Regions from separate parts of the Mus musculus genome. Here region 1 is linked to region 2. Evidence: chromatin contacts called from public promoter capture Hi-C data. All regions are on one chromosome and are shown on one strand. Each heading gives the region's core, a stretch centred on a gene start, on an enhancer-like site or on the middle of the called end of the contact. The rest is flanking DNA. Distances are from core to core; before and after follow the strand shown.

Evidence for each region. Promoter capture Hi-C pulls out the DNA fragments that hold promoters and counts their contacts.
Region 1: a promoter capture Hi-C map of liver shows a contact between it and region 2, with 2.3 times the contacts expected there. The contact joins the promoter of Zdhhc23 here to the promoter of Atg3 in region 2.

Annotation. Positions count from the first base shown.
Region 1 is chr16:43,976,914-43,982,130 of GRCm38.p6, forward strand. It overlaps Zdhhc23 (zinc finger, DHHC domain containing 23), which reads right to left and starts at 2,896. Exons shown (of 5, transcript NM_001007460.2): 1 at 2,546-2,896; 2 at 1,995-2,263. The coding sequence starts at 2,137. It overlaps Gramd1c (GRAM domain containing 1C), which reads right to left. Exons shown (of 17, transcript NM_001359085.1): 17 at 3,437-5,217. The coding sequence ends at 5,145. It overlaps Gm46552 (a long non-coding RNA gene), which reads left to right and starts at 2,960. Exons shown (of 2, transcript XR_001781930.1): 1 at 2,960-3,325.
Region 2 is chr16:45,156,263-45,161,014 of GRCm38.p6, forward strand. Atg3 (autophagy related 3) reads left to right here and starts at 2,567. Exons shown (of 12, transcript NM_026402.3): 1 at 2,567-2,909. The coding sequence starts at 2,838. It overlaps Slc35a5 (solute carrier family 35, member A5), which reads right to left and starts at 2,411. Exons shown (of 7, transcript NM_028756.4): 1 at 2,120-2,411; 2 at 1,199-1,384. The coding sequence starts at 1,364.

The DNA of each region.
Region 1 (5,217 bases), core at 1,646-4,145, 1.2 Mb before region 2:
TGTGTTTTGAAAGTTCACAGTCTGTTATTTCTTCTTTACTTTTTATTAGTTTATGTGTACAGTGTTTTGCCTACATGTATATACCATGTATCACATGTGTGCCTCGTACCCACTGAGGTCAGAGGACCATGTTGGCTCCCTTGGGACTGGAATTACAGGCAGTTGTAGATTCACGTGGGTGTTGGGAATTGAACCCTGGTCCTCTGCAAGAGCAAGAAGCACTCCTAACCTCTCTACTGCCAACAGCCTGTTAGTCACAGGCCCACAGCTTCATGCAGAGGCCTTCATGAGTTTCACCCATTTCTGATTTACTCGATGCCACCCAGACCACTCTGGAAACTTAAGATGTCTGTGCTGACATTTGAATGATTAAATATTGGAGGTTGTTAGGAGGTACGGGGTATGTTTTTCATGTGAAGACATTCTTTGGAGGGGGCAGAGGTAGACTGCAAATGATCCAATATTAGTGGCTAAAATTCATGTAGTTCAAACCTAACTCTCGGTGCAATCTTATTCAGAGGTGGGGCTCTTGGGAAGTGTGAGGTCAACAGAACACACTGTGGATGAGATTAACATCCACACAAAAGAAGACCAAGAAAGGCAGGGTTTTCATCCATTCTGCTGGGTGGGGATACACTGAGCAGATACCACCCATGAGGAAGAGGGGCCACACTAGATACTAAATCTGCCAGCACTTGGACTTTGGGTTTCTCCACCTTTAGAACCGTAGACAGTCCACTTCCATCACTTGTAATGTACCCACTCTGAAGTATTTTGTTGCAGCAGCCTAAGTGGACTAAGACAGGCGAGAAAGAAAAGGTAGTTTAGGTAAAAATAACTGTAGGCTTTTTTTTTAAAGGCACGACACACCTTAAAGTGAATGGGAGATATCACCTGGAGTCAGAGAGTAGTAGGAGTGGTGGGAACAGGGCAGCCTGTCTCCAGGAAAAAAGATAGGGCAGAGGAGAGAACTCAGGACAGCTCAGGCCCCAAGGGCTAGGAGAGAGGAAGAGTTAGCAAAGTTAGTGGCAAAGCCATGGTCCTTCCTGAATGATGGCCATTATGGAACTGGCATACACTCTCCATTCCTTAGTGCAAAGTGCTCTATTTTCCTCAGGATGGATTTTAGACTAAGTCTCAAGAAGCTATATTTAAGGCTACCTATTTAAAAAGAAATACTATAGAAAGAGACAAGGAACAAAGAGGTAATGGGCTTTACCAGTCAAGAGTGACAGAAGACTGCAGTGGTCCCCATGCAAAGCTGTTCTTGGCCTGATTAACAATCTACAGTCACCATGACTGTGTAGCCAGAAGGGACAATTTCTGGGAAAAGCTTGTCTCCAACATCCCTCTTCCTATCACTTTATGCCTTCCATAAGCAGATGTTTAAAATATATATATTTAGAAAAATGGCTAAAAGCAGTTTATTGCTGCTTGATACAAACTGGTTTTAACAGAGGTTAAAAACTCTCTTTTTAGATAGCAATCTCCATCGCTGAGATTGTGGTAAAAGTAAAGGCCAAAGATAAGACAATATTCCAACCAGGACTGTGTTGCTACACACAGAAAAACAGTCACTCCCCACAAGGTGTACATGGCCTCTCTCTCTGGAAATACAGGGTGAACTGAGAACAGAGAAGCTATCTTTTACCCTTCAAGTTCATGTGACCACGTGAGAACAACCCCATGCATGGGTCCTACTAAGATCACTGAAAATACAGAACTTTCTGGAGTGTCCATTTAAACTTGCAGTGTGTGTGCTGGATTGCGTTCTTATATACATCTAATCTACCCTACTATCCTCCATGATCCTTTAAAATGAAAACTGTTAAAATCCTCACACCTGACAGCAAAAAACCAATCCTCTATTTTAGATCCTTTGGAATAGCAAGAACAAACCTCAGCATTCTGGACGGCAAACCTGAAGGAATATATATACATATGTAGGTCTCAACAGAACCAGTGGGGTCAGCATCTGGAAACTGTAAGCTTACCTGTCACAGCCTTCATCGAGGTCTTGACAATCACACAAACAGGCAGCCACGTGGTTCTTTTCCCCATTTCGATCTATGTATTCGCAACAGCACAGGGGCTCCAATTCAGGTTCTTCGGTTTTCTTTTTTTTGACTGGCTTCATATTGCCCTTTAGTGTACGGATTTGTACCTGTCACCATGAGGCATAAGAAGCTCACAGAAGGTAAAGGTGGCAAGAACTCAACTCACATCCTGTAAACACATCCTTGCTTCTCATTAACGCCAACGCCTGAGCAATAAAAAAATGAAAAGGGGGGAAGGGTCCTGCTTTCATCAGGCTTTTCGGGCTCCGCGTGGCCTGACAGGAGGGTTCCTTGACTTCTGGGGCTCTGAGCACCTTCCCCTCCCCTTCCCAGCTAGGCTAGCAACATCTGGGCACCAGCCGTTCCCATGGCGACAGCCGACCACGCGGCCCGGGACAGCAGAGCTAGGGCGGCCCAGTTCACCTGAGGGTGCCGGCTCAAAGGGCCGGGCTGTCCCCACCCCAAGGCTGCGCGCCGTGGAAACTCACCCTCGCAGGTGCAGGCAGCGACGCCCTGGCGCTGCAACCACCCACCGGCCCGGGGATGCCAGGAGCCCCAGCAGCCCCGAGGTCGCCCGTCCAGCCCACTCCGAACCCGCCGCTCCGAGGGCGTGGGCGGGCCTGGAGAATGACCTTGGCGGGGAAGTTACCTGCCCTCCCGACAGAGGCGGGGACCGGGAGGAGGACCGACTCCCCTGGGCGCGGCTGAGCCTGCGACCCCGCACGGCAGGCTCGGGAGTGCCGGGCGGAGTCGCCCACCTGTGAGCACCGCCGGTGCGCGCGCCTGCCGAGCGAGCCAGTCGCCCCCGGTCGCCGCTCCGCAGGTCGGCGCGCGCTTCCGGGTGCCCCGCCCCCGGCGCCGGGATCCCGCCGCCCGCACGTGCGCCGCCTGCCCACGAGGCCCCTCCCCCGCCGCGCTCCGGCCGGGCCACCTCGCACCTGCGCCGGGGCCCTCGCGGTGCCGCCGGGGTGCGGGATCGGACCCCGGCGCTCGCGCGCCGCCAGAGTTCCGCCGGTCGCCTGCGGTCCTCCAGCGCCGGCAACAGGCGTTGGGGTTCGATCCGCACCTTGGCCGCCTTCAGAGGTGCCACCCCACGAGTCGCCCGCCTTCCCTTGAGGCCCGCTGTGGACCCCAAGCCCGGCTTATCCAACTTGTTCTCGCTCGCGAGTCCTGGAGGATGGAGCTGCTTTCCAGCCAGGCCTCGGTGGTACTTTTGATTCAGTAGTCTGCACATTTGCAATGAAATTGCCCAAGAGAGTCCCCTCTGGGTTTGTATTGCAGCACAAATCTGTAAGAACTATGGGCCTACGTACAGGTTTTCCCTACCCCAGGCTTTCTAGGTTTTGGTTTGGTTTTAAGCAGAAACAGAAGAAAAAACGACAACTTAAACATTTCCGGTTTTATTGAAGTCAATCCATACATAACAGATTAAGATCTCATTAATTCTACGTACATATTTAGTGTTTTATCTACAAAGTGACGTTGGTAATCTTTGAGGTATATGGTGAAGTGCTTTAAGAGAAACCACAAAAGCATTCACTTTGACAGTTAACATTTTTCTAAATTTAACAATCTGAAGTTTCTAATCCAGTCACTCAAACTCACAGCCAGAGACTTCCTATGTTCTTATCACAAACAAAACAGAACAGAACAGAACAGAACAAAACAAAGCAGAACAGAACAGAACAGAACAGAAGGTATTACTCCGAAGCCCCCTGCCCCAGGGAGATTAGTTAGGATTCATGAAGAGAAACCCTTCCCTTTAGCCAGTATTTTTATTCCCTACAGGCGTCTCAAAAACATTGTTAGCAATGACATTTGGCTTTGGTGACACTGAGGGAAAGGAAACATTGACTAAAGGCAATGGATATTCAATAAAAATAAATATATGTGCGTGTTCTAGAAAGACAGCTAGAGAACAAAACAATAAATACGTCCTGAACATTTCCTAAATCCCGGGGGACGCAGCTAATTTCAAGTCAAGTCGCCAAGTCCTTATTTTCACAAACCACTGGTGCTGACACAAGTGCCTGAGTGGTTTTCCCGAGAGCCCAAGCTTGCGCCTCTCAACTCCGGTCAGCTTGCATGCCCCCCAGTCTTTATTGCTGAGTGCAAGTTTGTGTCCAGCTTATAATTTGCCAGCAAGACAAGTTAGCTGCTACTGAAAAGTGATTAATTATTTTCTACCTGATGGGCCACCTCTATCATGGGTGTTGCTAAGCTGAATCTAAGCATTACTCATGGACTCAATTTGATCTGTCATGGAATGCCCAGATTTTATAATAATCTTACGACTTCTAAAACTGAAAGTAGTTCATTATGAGCATTGATGTCCTATATACTTCCTTCTCCTAAATTACTGTTCAGTCTTTTTGATATATAAAGGATAATCTCACCTTTGGTACTTATACGTACATACATATATGCACACACATATGTATATATATGTACATGTATATATGTGTGTATATATATACATATATATCCCTTCATTCAGATACAACATGGCCAATGACTCTTTCGGACATACAAAAGGTCTGACCATTGGCCTTGAGGCCAAGTCAAGGAAGGCACTGTAAAATTTAAAGATACAAGCCTGGAATGTATGCACTTGGAAAACGATCCTTTAAGGTGATAAATGATTGAGGGGTTTCTTCTTACCTTTTTAGGCTCTTAAACTCAGTTACAAACGCAGCCCCCCACCCCCACCCTGGGCACACAGGGACTCTGTGCTAACATAAATTTAAAGGATCAAGTAGCAAGCCTCACTATAGAAGAATAGCCATCCTACCCACAGTGCCTTCCTTCCCCTTTTGTGTCACAGAATTTCAATTCCAAAATATATTTCATGGTTCACTGGAGAAATTCACAGCTTAAAAGTATCTATAAGAAGTGAAAAGATAGAGTCTTAAGGCTATTGGAGAGTAGTCATTGAGTAAATGTTATTTAAATACAGCTTTCCTGGTAGAAATCCTGGTAATAAAAATATCAGAAATGTCCTTATGACAGTGACAGTCTTCATCCTCCGATTCCTTCCAGATGTTGCCTTCTAGGTCCAGATGTCTCTTTGGTTTCCACATTTCAGCACTAGCTCTCCACAGCCACCCCAGACTTGTTCTTATTTAGTAAATCAAAGGTTTTTTGAAGCATAATGAGTGAG
Region 2 (4,752 bases), core at 1,317-3,816:
TACCAAACAAAAAGAGTACATAGGAAGCAGGGCCCACCATCCTCTCCCAGAGAGTACTTTTTCAGACTGTCTCTGCAGCTTGGACATAGTCTTTTTTATTCCATTTCTTTTAATAGACTTCTATAACATATTTACATGTTTATCTCTTCTAATAAACCAAGCTCTTAAGGATATCGTCTGTATGCACTATGAACTCTATGACTGTGACTAGGCCTCTGGTCTAGTGAGGAATTATCTCAATTAGATTAGCCTCTGAGCATGCCTGTAAGGGACTATGTAAATTAGCTTGAGGTAGGAAGAACCACCTTACCTTTGGGGAACAGCATTTCCTGGGCTAATATCTTAGACTAAATAAGAAAGTGAAAATGAGCTGGGTGTGACTTTTTAAAAAAAATTGAAAATATTTTTCCTGTAATATGTCAATGGATGGTAGAATTCTAGTTAGGTGGCAGAAGACTACAGTGGATGAAGTGTATTTAGCAGATCTGGGGAGTACATTTCAACTTTCTGGGATTATAGCTATCGTCAGTTTTGAGTTGCCATGTGGATGCTGGGAACTGAACCTACAGACTCGAGAAAACCAGCCAGTGTTCTTTGCTTCTGGGGTATCTCTTCTGCCCCAAGCATACTCTCTCTTCTTGCTTGATGCCTGTGGGTGCCATGTGAATAACTGCTACGAGAGCTTCCGCTACCATGACCTCTTTGCTTGGTGAACCCTACGCTCAGATAGTGAGCACAAAGAAACCCTTTCCTTAACCTGCTTTGGGCAAGTATTTTGTCAGAGCAATGAGGAAAGAAACTAATATGCTATTAAAACAGAGCCTAGGGCATGATATTAACTGAAGTCGAGACTTACATTCACAAGTAGGAGCCCAACTAGATAACTAAACAAATATATTGTATTTCCAAATAAGCTATAGTTGTATGTTTTACTAGAAATCCAGAAACACTTGTTGGGCATCTGGGTATAATCAGATGTTAGATACACTGTGCTTTACCTTGCACTTAAATGATCCAAATTTCATCCAGGGTTAAAAAAATGTTGCCAAGGAACACACAAGGTTAAAGTTTAAATTTTCAATACACTTTATCATGGACACAAAGCATAGTACTTTAAAAGGCATCACGTATAATTTATTCATAAGAACACCAGGCAAATGATTAAAAGCACCCCATACACATTTCCATTTTAACTCACCTTCATTGGCAGAGTATTTTACCAGTAAGATTCGACTTGAACTTAGAGTAATGAATATAATGCCTAGCAGGAATGTGTACAGCGTTGGTGGGCCTAACCCAGGGCGCCTGGAGCATTTTCTTTCCATTCCACGGGTTTTTAATTGCCTTAAGAAGATCACTTTCATGAGCAGCCCCGTCGGCAGACCTAAGGATTAAACACAATGCAAAGACTGAAGACTGTGAAGAATAGAAAAGGAAACCTGTAGAAGTCTGGCCACAACTACAGCAGACGGAAGACAGCCGAGGACAACAGAGAGGACTTAAAGGAAACAAACCATACTGCCAACATCTGATAGGAGAGGCAAGTCTCAAGACAGAGAGGGGATGGCCAGATTGGAAATAAGTTAGGAAATGTGTAACTGACAGTTTGGGACTGCAGAAAAGCAGTTTATTCGTATTAACTTTGGTCCACAAGGAATGAATTTTGGAATGGCCTTTCCTTTCAGAGCAGAAAAAGAGCTCACTGGGAACGATTCTTTTACAGAAGCGACCTCAGTGCAAATAGTTGAATCACAGCTAATGACTCTTAAGTGAACCAGGATGGGACCAGAAGGCTCATCTTGGGTCAGTGAGCCTAACTGGTCGGTCTTTCACGACAGATGGTCACGAAACTCCAGGCAGGGTAAATACTTGCCCAACGCGCACAGGTAGGATGGGAACATAGAGCCGTCAAGGGCCGCAGACACAGGCCCAAATCAGAGAGCAGGTGGGCACAAGCCAATGGACAGAAGGCCAATGGGTCAGCACTCCTCCCACCTCCACCAGGTTTCCCTCACTGTCAGGGAAACCCTCCCACACATGCGCAATAGGAATCGCGGGCGGCTCCCAAGCCCCTTAACACGCTCGAGCCACAACACTCAGCCCGCGAGGGCGCGGTTACCTCAGTCGCTCAGGGAAGGTTCTAGTGCAAGAACGGACATCATAGAGCCGACATAGTGACTGCCTAAGTTCGTAGTAGCAGCAGTAGGTTTTGAAGGCCCATTGGTGGGGAAACTATGAGCCGGGAGCAAAGGCGACAAAAAACAAAAAACAAAAACAAAAACAAACAAAAAACAATAAAAATCAACCCTTCTCACGCTGCCTTCCAGGGCTGGAATACAAAGCTAAGAGCCGCCCGCTAGGGAAGAGCAGCCTGAGCGGCCATTGCGCAGGCGCGCTCATTCCAGCGCTTCCGGGGGGCGGGCCGGAGGGAGCAGAGGCCGGCCGGTCCCGCCCCCGCGGGCCTCCTTTTGTCACGTGTCCTGGGAGAGTCGAGTCACGTGAGGCCTTAGGTGGCGGCGGGGCTGTTGGGAGAGTGTGAGAAGAGGAAGGGGAAGCCGGAAGGGGTGTTCAGTGGAGCTCCGGGGAAGAGAGACAGCTTGGAGAAGGCCGGGGGCTGCGCGCGCACCCGCCTCTCGCTCAGCCGGCTTGGGCCCTCTGCGGTGGCGGCCAGGTGACAGCTGGGCCGGGCCTCCGCGTGTCGCCGCCCCTCCCCCCCGGCCGGGCCGGTGCCGCTGCGAGGTTCGATGCCAGTCGGGCACGTCCGGGGCAGTTTTTGACTCCCCTGTGGCCCGGATTGCGACAGTCCCTCCGTGCCCTATCGCTGCTCCAGCCCCAGGATGCAGAATGTGATCAACACGGTGAAGGGAAAGGCTCTGGAAGTGGCCGAGTACCTGACCCCGGTCCTCAAGGTAAGCGGGGAGGGTCTGGCTTGCTCTGCCCTGGTTGCCCAAGTCCCGGTCCCCAGCGTGGACGGGGTGTAGAAGGTGGAGGGGCGAGTCGCGCGGCCGGGTGCTGCCTCTTGCCTTGGGCTCCTGGGCCAGTCCCAAGGCTTGCTGGCTTCCCCGCTTCCACTAGAGTGAAACTGGGTGCCTGCTGTCTCCACTGATCAGTGCCGCCTTGGAGTGCACGGCTAGGTGGTGCGGAGCAGAGGTACGAACGTTCTGACATCCATAGTCTTTTAAATAGGTAGACTGGGTTAACCTTTGAAAAGATGACAGCTTGGTGGCTAAACAGCATGCCACGTTTCCTTCCAAGTTTCATAGGAAGTTTTGCTTTTCGGGTGATCTAATTCCCAACTTGCTTAGGTTTCAGAGGAACATAGTAAACTGTGACATGTTAGTAACTCTGAGCCGAACTAGAGCGAAACTTGACGTTTCTCAAGCCTTTAAGGTAGCCGTAAGTGATTATTAATCTTGGACTTGAGTGATCCTACAGCAACAGTTCAGCACAGCCGATTGTATATTGTATAGATTGGAAACACTATTGACATTTTTAGGTGAAAGTTGTGATAGGTTAGCTGTTAGCACAGATTGGATTACTTGCTTTCAAAAGTAAAATTTCAGGGCTTCATTCAGAGCTTTCTTACACCTTCTAGGCTACATACGGTAACTTGATTTTGCTTTGTAAAAAGCAAGCAGTAAAAGAGAAACAGATAATTTTGCGTAGTTTTTGTTCTGTACTTAGCTTTCAGTTAGAATTTTACCAATCTTAGTGCAGGGGTGAAATCTGCTGATGGGCAGAGTAGGCTGTTCGATCTTTCCTTGGCAAGGGGGGAATGCTTTCCAATAATTATTACCAAAATACTTTTGGGCCAGGCGTTGGGGTTGCACACCTTTAATCCCAGCACTTGAGAGGTAGAGGCAGGCGGATTTCTGAGTTCAAGGCCAGCCTGGTCTACAGAGTGAGTTCCAGGACAGCCAGTGCTACACAGAGAAACCCTGTCTCGAAAAATACCAAAAAATAAAGTAAAATAAAATAAAATACTTTTGAAAAAAATACATTTTTGGATCAAGTTTGAAGAATCTGGAACAATTGCGAATGTTTCTTTTATATGTATACAGTGACAGTCATTTTAGTTAAGATTTACTCTTTTACTTAAGAATTGGAAAATAATTTCTACATTGACATCAAATGCTTCTTTTGTATGTTATACTTCCAGAATATTGTATCTGTGTAGATTCACAGTGTTTTAATAATGTACCATCAATTTAACTTTTAGTCTGAGGGAGAGATGAGCAAAACACTTCTCAATTAAATATAACATGGCTATCTTGTATAGCACTTGCATTTTGTTGAACTTGTAGAATAGTTCTCGAGGAATCAAAAATACATACACACACACACACACACACACACACACACACACACACACACACACACACACACACACACACTGTGTAGACTTAGTTGGTTTGGACCGCACTGTGTAGCTCAGACTAACCTTGAATTCTTAGAGATCCACCTTCCTCTGCCTCCCAAGTTCTGAGGTTAAAGTGTTTTGCCGACCTGCCTGGAGGCAATGTGTAGCATATGTTTTTAGTATAAAAGAGAATTAATGGCCCCTCCTTGTGACTCCTGTCACTCCTGTAAAGAGAATCCTTATAGATGAGGGAAGGGAAAGAGAAAAAGAGAGATAATCCAGAAAGAAATGATGCTTTGTTAGGAAGTGAAGGTTTAGAGATGGCTTTGTTTAGATGGCAGCTGTGTAGTAAAGCCGAAATCCTTAGAGTGATCTTGAAGGGTCTCTGGTCA